3 separate regions of the Mus musculus genome follow, and all the other regions are linked to region 2. A link is a contact called in public ChIA-PET data. All regions are on one chromosome and are shown on one strand. The core of a region is the stretch at or near the end of the contact, and the rest is flanking DNA. Distances in the headings are between cores, read along the strand shown. Region 1 holds the start of Arfgef2 (ADP-ribosylation factor guanine nucleotide-exchange factor 2 (brefeldin A-inhibited)). Region 2 has its middle 15 kb from the start of Gm29679. Region 3 overlaps Ncoa3 (nuclear receptor coactivator 3).

What was found. ChIA-PET counts read pairs in DNA pulled down with a chosen protein or histone mark.
Region 1: an RNA polymerase II ChIA-PET map of memory CD8 T cells shows a contact between it and region 2, with 28 read pairs. The contact joins the promoter of Arfgef2 here to the enhancer-like site in region 2. A contact is called at or near these places in 2 of 39 promoter capture datasets (the HPC-7 cell line and hematopoietic stem and progenitor cells), 6 of 115 datasets of contacts at active chromatin or transcription factors (bone marrow-derived macrophages, embryonic stem cells, epiblast stem cells and 1 more) and 2 of 9 other capture datasets (adipose tissue and liver).
Region 3: an RNA polymerase II ChIA-PET map of memory CD8 T cells shows a contact between it and region 2, with 13 read pairs. The contact joins two enhancer-like sites. A contact is called at or near these places in 6 of 115 datasets of contacts at active chromatin or transcription factors (SST interneurons, T-cell acute lymphoblastic leukemia, embryonic basal ganglia and 2 more).

Annotation. Positions count from the first base shown.
Region 1 is chr2:166,804,146-166,806,967 of GRCm38.p6, reverse strand. Arfgef2 (ADP-ribosylation factor guanine nucleotide-exchange factor 2 (brefeldin A-inhibited)) reads right to left here and starts at 1,387. Exons shown (of 39, transcript NM_001085495.2): 1 at 1,133-1,387. The coding sequence starts at 1,253.
Region 2 is chr2:166,547,933-166,550,709 of GRCm38.p6, reverse strand. No RefSeq gene overlaps it. Among named protein-coding and RNA genes, the nearest start is that of Gm29679, 15 kb to the left of the region's middle. Within about 2 kb of position 1,434, at least 78 of the 459 cell types and tissues checked have an H3K27ac peak or open chromatin away from gene starts, as enhancers often do. A contact at or near this core is called in the HPC-7 cell line, bone marrow-derived macrophages, hematopoietic stem and progenitor cells and 1 more, where this site is marked.
Region 3 is chr2:166,044,551-166,047,250 of GRCm38.p6, reverse strand. All of the region lies in intron 2 of Ncoa3 (nuclear receptor coactivator 3), which reads right to left. Among named protein-coding and RNA genes, the nearest start is that of Ncoa3, 53 kb to the right of the region's middle. Within about 2 kb of position 1,345, at least 140 of the 459 cell types and tissues checked have an H3K27ac peak or open chromatin away from gene starts, as enhancers often do. A contact at or near this core is called in memory CD8 T cells, where this site is marked.

The DNA of each region.
Region 1 (2,822 bases), core at 138-2,637, 260 kb before region 2:
TCAACCTTTTAGGACAACAGGCCTTTTAACCAAATCCCATGGATTGCACAGGGCGATGAATTCACAGGGAGACAGCTCTGGTCAAATGTCCTGACGCTCTCCGTCCACAACTTTTTTCCTCTTGAACCTCCACACAGTCGACATTTCTTACCTTTCAGACCTGGGCTCAAATGTCACACTTTCAGACAAGACTACTTTCCTGACCATCCAACCTAAAGCAGACCTCAGGTCCTCTGTATCACTTAAGTCTTTTTTCTGACAGCAGTACTTATTAGTACTGTTTTGTCTGCTCTATCAGAACCTAAGAAGATCCACAGGGACAAAGGATTCCATTTCTCCTTCATAGACATCTCCTCAGTACCTGCTACACAGGCTCTCGAGAAGTAACTAAAGATAGGAGACTGATGTTGGTGTCAACTACCGAGCTTTTACCTAGTTAGGAGCTAGAGACTTCTGTCTTTCCACAATCCATGGATCCATTCAACCAGCAAATATTTACTGAGCAACTACTGTGTGCGAAGCACTGTCATAAATGCACAGGACACCGCATTGAAGCAATCAGACAAGTATCTTTGCTCTACAGAACCTTTATTTTAGGGACCCGCCCTAAAATGAGTAGAAGTCGTACACGCTGTCCAATGCCTGAAATATAGATCATCTTACATCCCTTCCAGGCGAAGCGCCCTGGGAACCCCAATGTTCTCCAGTGAGACATTTCCCAAACAAGCCTCCGGGGTTCCTCGGCACCAACCGGGCAGCTCTCTGACCTGCTCTGATCGCTCCCGTGGGAGAGCCCCCAACCAGCATAGTGGCGCTGAAGGAAAAACTTAAGATCGAGAGCTACTGCTTCAGAGGACTTGGAGATGGTGAGGGGAGGAACCAGGAAACGGGACAAGGAGTCGTGGCAAGGGCCCCAGGCAGGGAAGCTGGAAAACCAGCCGTGGCTGTCACCAACTTGCTAGGTGACCTTGGGCCAGTCTCGGCCGCCCCAACACCAGCTCCCACGGGGACAGCGAGCGGAAGAGGACGGGAGGGTGGGATTCGGGCTGGGAGGAGTGGAGGGCAGCAGGCCCGGAGGGTAACGGCCGGCGTGGGGAAGCCGGCGCGGGCCAGGCCGGGGTGGCTCACTCACCGAGCGCCACCTGGCAGGCCCTACGCAGCTGGGAGTGCTGGGGCCGCTTCACCTCCTTGTCAGCTAGGATCTTCTCCAGGGCCCGGGACACGAACATGCTCTTGGTCTGGCTTTCCTGCATGGCCCCGGCCTGCGGGGGCCGGCGACCCCGCGAGCCGGCGGTGCGAGCGAGCAGGAGAGCGAGGCTGAGGGCCCGGCGACCCGGCCGGCACCGGCCGCGTCCGTGCGCGCCGCCCTGTCAGGAAGAGACGCCCCGGCCCCACGGCGCCGCCAAGTTGCAGCGCGTCACGTGACCACGTGACTGGCGGTGTCGCTGCGTCTGCTGAGCGTCGGTCGACCCTGTGACCCCAAGGGTGGGGGGCCGGCCGGGAGGCGGAGCCAGAGTGGGGTGGAGTTCTGTGGGTGGGGCGGGTGGGCGGGGCAGTAGACCTGTGGTGGGGCGTGGTCTGTTCGGTTGGGGCGGGGCCTACGCGAGTGGTGCTGGTCCGGGCGTGTCTAAGTAGTATAACCGGGCCAGGTAGGGGAGTGATGGTCAATGACTATGAAGGGGAAGAAAATGCAGGTCAAAGCCTATAGACATGGGCAGCCCTGAAGGAAAGATGCAAGTGATCGGAGGTAGGAAGAGACTAAGAGCATGCGCTAGATATGCTGAGAAAAGCGAAAGAGGGAGTAAAGGGGAAAGAAAAAAATCGTAAAAAGAATTAGTGAGGGCTGGTGAGATAGCTCAGTGTTTAAGAGCACCGACTGCTCTTCCAAAGGTCCTGAGTTCAAATCCCAGCAACCACATGGTGGCTCACAACCACCCGTAATGAAATCTGATGCCTTCTTCTGGAGTGTCTGAAGACAGCTACAGTGTACACATAATAAATAAATAAATAAATAAATAAATAAATAAATCTTTAAAAAAAAGAATTAGTGAGAGTAATAATAGTCGAGAGAAGAGAGATGGGCAAAAGGAAGTGAATGGAATGAGAGAGGTGACAGAGAGTAGGGAAGGTCAGATGCCGGATCCAGGAAGGGCAGAGAAATCAGGGATGGAAAGGAGGCTCAGGGAAGTTAAGAACCAGGACTGAGGATGAAGCCAGAAGGGAAGAGAGAAGAGAGAGGAGGGGAGGGGAAAGAAGGGTAGGCTGGAAGGTATATTCACGGTGTCTATCTCTTCCAGATTTGTATCTCTGACAGCAAACCACACCAGCCCTGGACACAGTCCTGCTGCCACAGGAGAGAGAGCTCCTGGCGGGCCAGTTTGTAAGAAGTAATCCTTCTGTCGCTAGAGTTTTACTTGTTTGTTTTGTTTGTTGTTGTTGTTTTGATACAATCCTGATGTGTATCGCCGGCTGTCCTTGACCTTGAACTCAATGTCCTCTCTGGGATGAGGGACTGAGTTGCATATTTTACATACCAAAGCTGACCTGGCCTCCAGGTTCTCCCAGCATCCCTCAGTCCCTACCTGGCATCCCCTGCTCCCAACCCTGAACTTTCCAGCACAAGGGTTGGGCTGCCCTTCTCCTTCCTTTTCACTCAGAGGCAGAGGCTCTTCCAGACATTTTGGCTTCTCTCTCTCTCTCTCTCTCTCTCTCTCTCTCTCTTTCTCTCTCTCTCTGCAAGCACTCTTCCTCTCTTCCCATGGCGACTTGCCTTGCCTCCTTCCTCAGGACCAGTGAACTCAACTGAGAGCAGCTTCGCAGCT
Region 2 (2,777 bases), core at 185-2,684:
CCTGATCTTTCCTGGTCACCTGCGGTCCTGTCTCCACTCACCTTGCTCAGAACTTCCTAGGGCTCCCCTTGCACTCAGAGACAGCCCATTCCCTATGGGACAGAGATGTCTACGCTCAGATTCAGGGATTTCCAGGAAGCCTCAGTGAGGCCTTTCCCTTCCCAGTGGGGGGAGCCTGCAGACACCTACAGAAAGATTGACTATGTGGAAGAGTGACGATCCTTTGGGCTTGTGAGGCTTGGGGAGCCATTTCTTCTGGGTCCGGAAGCCCCCCTACACTCTGCTCCCCATGTTGCTGGGATGTCCCATGCATATGGAAGGCACAAAGGACAGCCACATGCTGGCTCTTTCCTCCCATGGCCCCAGGAACACAGTGGCAGTTCTGCTGTGCAGGCCAGCAGTCTCAGAACAGAGGCGCGGAGCGGGAGCCCACCGCCGCTCCAGCTGCCAGGTGTGGCCATGACCTCAGGTCACAGTGCCCGGGGAAGCGCCGTGATGGGCATCTGCCTGGCCAGCCCCCCATTTTCCTGTGAAAGGGAGGCAGGACCTGACTGGGGCTGGGGTACCATCTGCTGTGTGAGTGCTTTGTGCTGAGAACTATGTGTGAGCCAAGCATCCCACCCTAGGGAGGCACAGCCACCGAGCAGGACCAGCTGGCAGGGGAACGGAGGGTAGGCTGGGGTGCCTGTCTCCATCTGTGTGTAACCCCTCCCAGGGAGCTCTGTGCTCACTGCACCTCAGTACAAGCCTGAGGTCCACCGCAGGCGCTTGGCCTCCTCAGCTGAGCTGCTCCACAGCCAGACGGCCATGCTGGTAGCCCAGAGGCTGTATACCCTGTACCTTGCACTCAGCGTCCTGGACTAGATAGCATCCGAGTGGATACACAGAAGGAACTCTGGGGACAGATGTGGACACTGGCCTCTTAGAACTGTTGTAAATTTGTCTGTACATGGAGAGAAGAGACAGGGGTCTGGGCCATGTTCTCCACCCTACCCACCCCGTGCCTTCCCTTTCTGGCATTTACAACCCAGGAAAGCAGGTGTTTTTCCCTTGACCCTGGTCTGCCCCTGCCTTGACATGAGGATCCTGGAGGGCGGGCCTGGTCCATTTTGTGCTCAGCTGTTGGAGGTGCACTGCTTTCAGACTGCTGCTTGTCCTGACTGCTCGCCCGTGGGAGGGGCTGGGATGCTCCCGTGTGTAACCTCTGCCCAAGGATCTTGCTGCATTGGTGGCAGTGGGCCTGATGAGGCCCCAGCCTGTGCACCACGGGCCTGGCAACTGGGGGCTTCCACTCTGCCACATTGTCCCGACTTTCTGACAAGACACAAGTGATGGGGATCACCCTCCCCCTTCGCCCTGCCTTGGGGGGGAAGGGGATGGGACCCCTAGTTAGTCACCTGCTGTGTGCCACCTAGAGCAGTTGGGACAGACCAGCTTCAGAGGACACAGGAAGGAAGCAGCCCCTGTGGTTTCTGCGGTCCACAGTGTTTCCTAACACACAGGGTGAGAAATGGGAGGGCAAGGGGTAAGCCTGCTTCTCTTGCTGTCTCTCCCTCAGGGGCCAGGTAGGTCTTTTCTGGATCTGGCCAGGCCTAAAGGGGCTCAAGGTCGCAGTGGGTACAGTGTTCTTTCTGTCTCTATTTGTCTGCCTGTCTCTCTTGCCCTTTGTTTCTCTAAATTCATGGCCTCTTTTACTTTAGTTCACACACACACACACACACACACACACACACACACTCACAGTTTCCTTGTTGAGGGATGAGGACTGCACTTATCCATGGATGTCTTAGTTACTTTTCTGTTGCTGTGAAGAGACACCATGACCAAGGCAACTTAGAAAAGAAAACATTGTGGCGAGGGGCGGGGGGGGGGGGGGAGATCTGAGGGGGAATTGTGGGGGTGGGGGGGTGGGGGGAGAGGACTTACATTTCCAGAGGGTTAGAGTTCATTATCATCATAATGGGGAGCATAGTAGCAGGCAGGCATGGTGCTGGAGCAGTAGGTGAGAGCTTCTGATCCACAGGCAGAAGGCAGAGAAAGCTAACTGGAAACAGAGTGGCTCACTGCCCCTGCCACACCTCTTCCAACAAGGCCACACCTCCTCCAACAAGGCCACACTTCGTAATCCCTCTCAAACAGTTCCACCAACTGGGCACCAGGCATTGAAACACATGAGCTTATGGGTGCCATTCAAACTACCACAGTGGTTACAAAGACAACTACTTGGAATGTAACCCATGTGGAACAATGCCTTGGGGAACTGTGAGAGAGGCGGCAGGAAAAAGCTCAGAGGGCCTTTTACTTTGAGGGCATTTTGCTCTTTGGATGTGTTTTTGTGCCTCCAGTGCTAAACATTTACATTCAATTTATAAGGCATGTTTATTCTTGTTGGATGTCGGATCATAGCTGTAGAACCCAATCCGGTCAGTGTGCCCTGAATCTGGATCTGGCCTTCTGCTGTGCTTTCATGTTTTCCCCAGATATACTCTCCAGTATGTGCCAGGCGATTGTGTTTCAATGGCTCTGTCCTGAGAAAGTGCTGGGAAAGCGCTGCTCTGTCAATATTTGGTATGTGCTTACTGACGCTTCTTTACATGTTTGTCTCATCATGTTCTTCTGAACTCCAACAGCCTCCCCTGGGCCACTGCTTTCTTTGTTACATTCGTGTATAGAAGTCCACTGACTCTGAAGTAAGCTTGTCTAAAGCGTTAGGCTGTGGTCTGCCCCGTTCTTTCAGGTCCTCACAGCTCAGGTCTCACAAACATAGATGTGCACAG
Region 3 (2,700 bases), core at 96-2,595, 500 kb after region 2:
AGGAACATTAAGGATTCTGGTTAAGCCTGGTCTACAAAGCAAGTTCCAGGCCAATCTGGGCCCAGTGTCAACTTATATTTCACAAATAAATTATGTTTAATAAAAGACTATAGCACTTCAATCTTGAAACAATTCTGAATTTTATTTATACCAAGGTAATAAAAGCTAACCCAGTGATTTGGTAAGAACACTTCAAGTAATGAGCCCAGACTAGGCTAGAAGATTGGTTTTGACTTTCTGTATATGAGTGAGTGTTTGCCTACATGTATATATACATATGTATGTGTGTGTGTGTGTGTATATATATATAGCTAGCATGTGTATGCAGTGTCCCCACAAGCCACAAAAAGTCGCTGTCAATCCCCTGGAGCTAGAGTTAAGAGGCAGTCATGATCTACCATGTGGGCATGTTGGGAACAGAACTCATCCTCCTGTCCCCAGGCTCTTTTCCTAGGTAGCACTTCTGTCCACTGGATCGTTTCTCTTCCATTGTTAAGTCCAAGTTAGCCTAGACTATATTAACATGACTGTAGAACTACCCTACGTTCTTCTTAAAGCATAGGTGCAAAGCCAGATACACACTATACGACAGGTTGCCATTAAGTCACACAGCAGCCATTATTTACATACTGACGGCTGGAAAAATAATGTATCTTGGTTAAGTTTCGCACACTAAGACGATAAATACAAGTTATTTCTTTTTGAGCTTATAATGTCAGGGCTCTATTCAGCCTCATTTACTAACTAAGTGGTTAACTCGTGCGCGAACATGACAATCACTGGTCTAAAGAATCCAATGTTGCATCAGTATTGCAGCCAGCCAGCCTGCAGTTGTGCCACTAGGTGGCACAATTCCACCACAAAGGCCAGTTTAAAAATAAAAATAAAATGTAAAAAACCCCACATGATCAAACTTAAAATATGTAGGTCATGTTTGTTTTGAGACAGGGCCTCATTGCCCAGACTGGCCTGGAACCCATAGTTGTGGTTGGCCCTGAGCACCAATCCTCCTGCCTCTGCTTCATACTGAGCAACAAGTATTTGCCGTCCTATCTGTGGTCACACACACCTTTTGAACCCTCTACAGTGTCAGACTACAGCATCATGTAGACAGACAAAGTGTTAAACAGACAAGTGTGGTTCTAGCTGTGTTGTCAATCAGTTCAGAGATTATTTTTTTAACTGAGCAACATTGAGCGCTTACATACCTATCTTTACTTAACTTATTCCAGAAGTCTAACATTATCTTCTTGCCCTTGTGCTACATGGACTGCAAGTCCACGTGGAGAACCGTCAGTGAAGAGCAGTTCATGGTTTGATCTGTACTCCACAACAGGTCTGACTTTGCTGTGCAATACAGCATACAGCAGGAAATGAACATCAGTGGAGTGGTGCCAACTCAATGTAACTGAATACACAAAGACTGGCAGTGGCTCCCTCTAAAAACATTAAAATGCTGGTTACGGCTTACCGTTAACCAGCTTCCTTTTTGTTATCTCAGGGTTCTGACAGGAGAACATGCTTGCTAACTAGCCCGAAGCACAAGGACACATGGCCAAAAAGAAGAATTAGTGAGAGGCCTCAGAGGGCAGAGGCACTCTCTTGCCTCTTTCCTGGCAACCAGAGATCCATCCTGGGGCCCACAAGCTAGAAGGAAAGAACCATGTTTTCTGTACAATGTTTGTAGACTGAGACCTGTGTGCATGCACAGGCACACAAACGTTTAAAAAAAGATTAAACAAAAAATATCAATGCTGGTGTTCTGTTTGAGCAAGTTATTTTAAGGTCTAAGAAAAACCTTATTGTACCAAAATGAGAGGAGGTAGGCCATCCAAGGATAAGGCAGCAGAGACTGGTTAAGCCTTCCCCTTTTCCTAACTTAGTTAGTAACAGAGGGAGTGGATGAGACAGAGCAGAATGGCACTGAACTAACATACACTGGGTGGTTACACATGGTGACCCCCACCACACACATGTGATTAGTTCTGTTCTACAGATAGGGAAGTGGCTAAATAGCTTGCCTAGAATCATTACTAGATCCGGATGGAAGAGGCTATGACATATTCCATAACCAACCAAGCCATCACCAGAGCAAACGATTCATGACTCATTCCCTAAGTCAAACTCCCTCCACCCAGCTCACAAAGCTTCACAGCTTAATCAGGAACCACATAAAGTGCTGTAACATCTGCTGGTTAGGGGCATGAGGTAAGGGTCTGGGCAGGTAGGGGTTACCTCCACAGGCATTATGCCTCCTCCTACCCACCACTCCCCATGACACTGCCTGAACCATGCTCTGCCAGGCCTGATACCACCCTGTCTTCCACATGACTGTTTGTGTCTTCTCTAATTAATCTTTGTCTCAAAGAGGCACATTTTTCAAAGTACCTCTGGTTTCCTGCAAGTGACAATCAGACCTCAATCCTATCAAGGACTGTCCAGGCTGCACCACTGAAGAGCACGGCCTGACTTCACTGTACTACAAAAACATGTGCACATATAAACTGTCAGTGAGGGCCAGCACTGGATAAAGCTGGCCTTTCCAATTAGATGTGTTTACTTTCAAATAGATAACATTTCATTAGAAGTCTTTTTGTTTGTTTGTTTTTTCCCCCAAGACAGGGTTTCTCTGTGTAGCCCTGGCTGTCCTAGAATTCCCTCTGTAGACTGTAGACTAGGGTGGCCTTGAACTCACAGAAA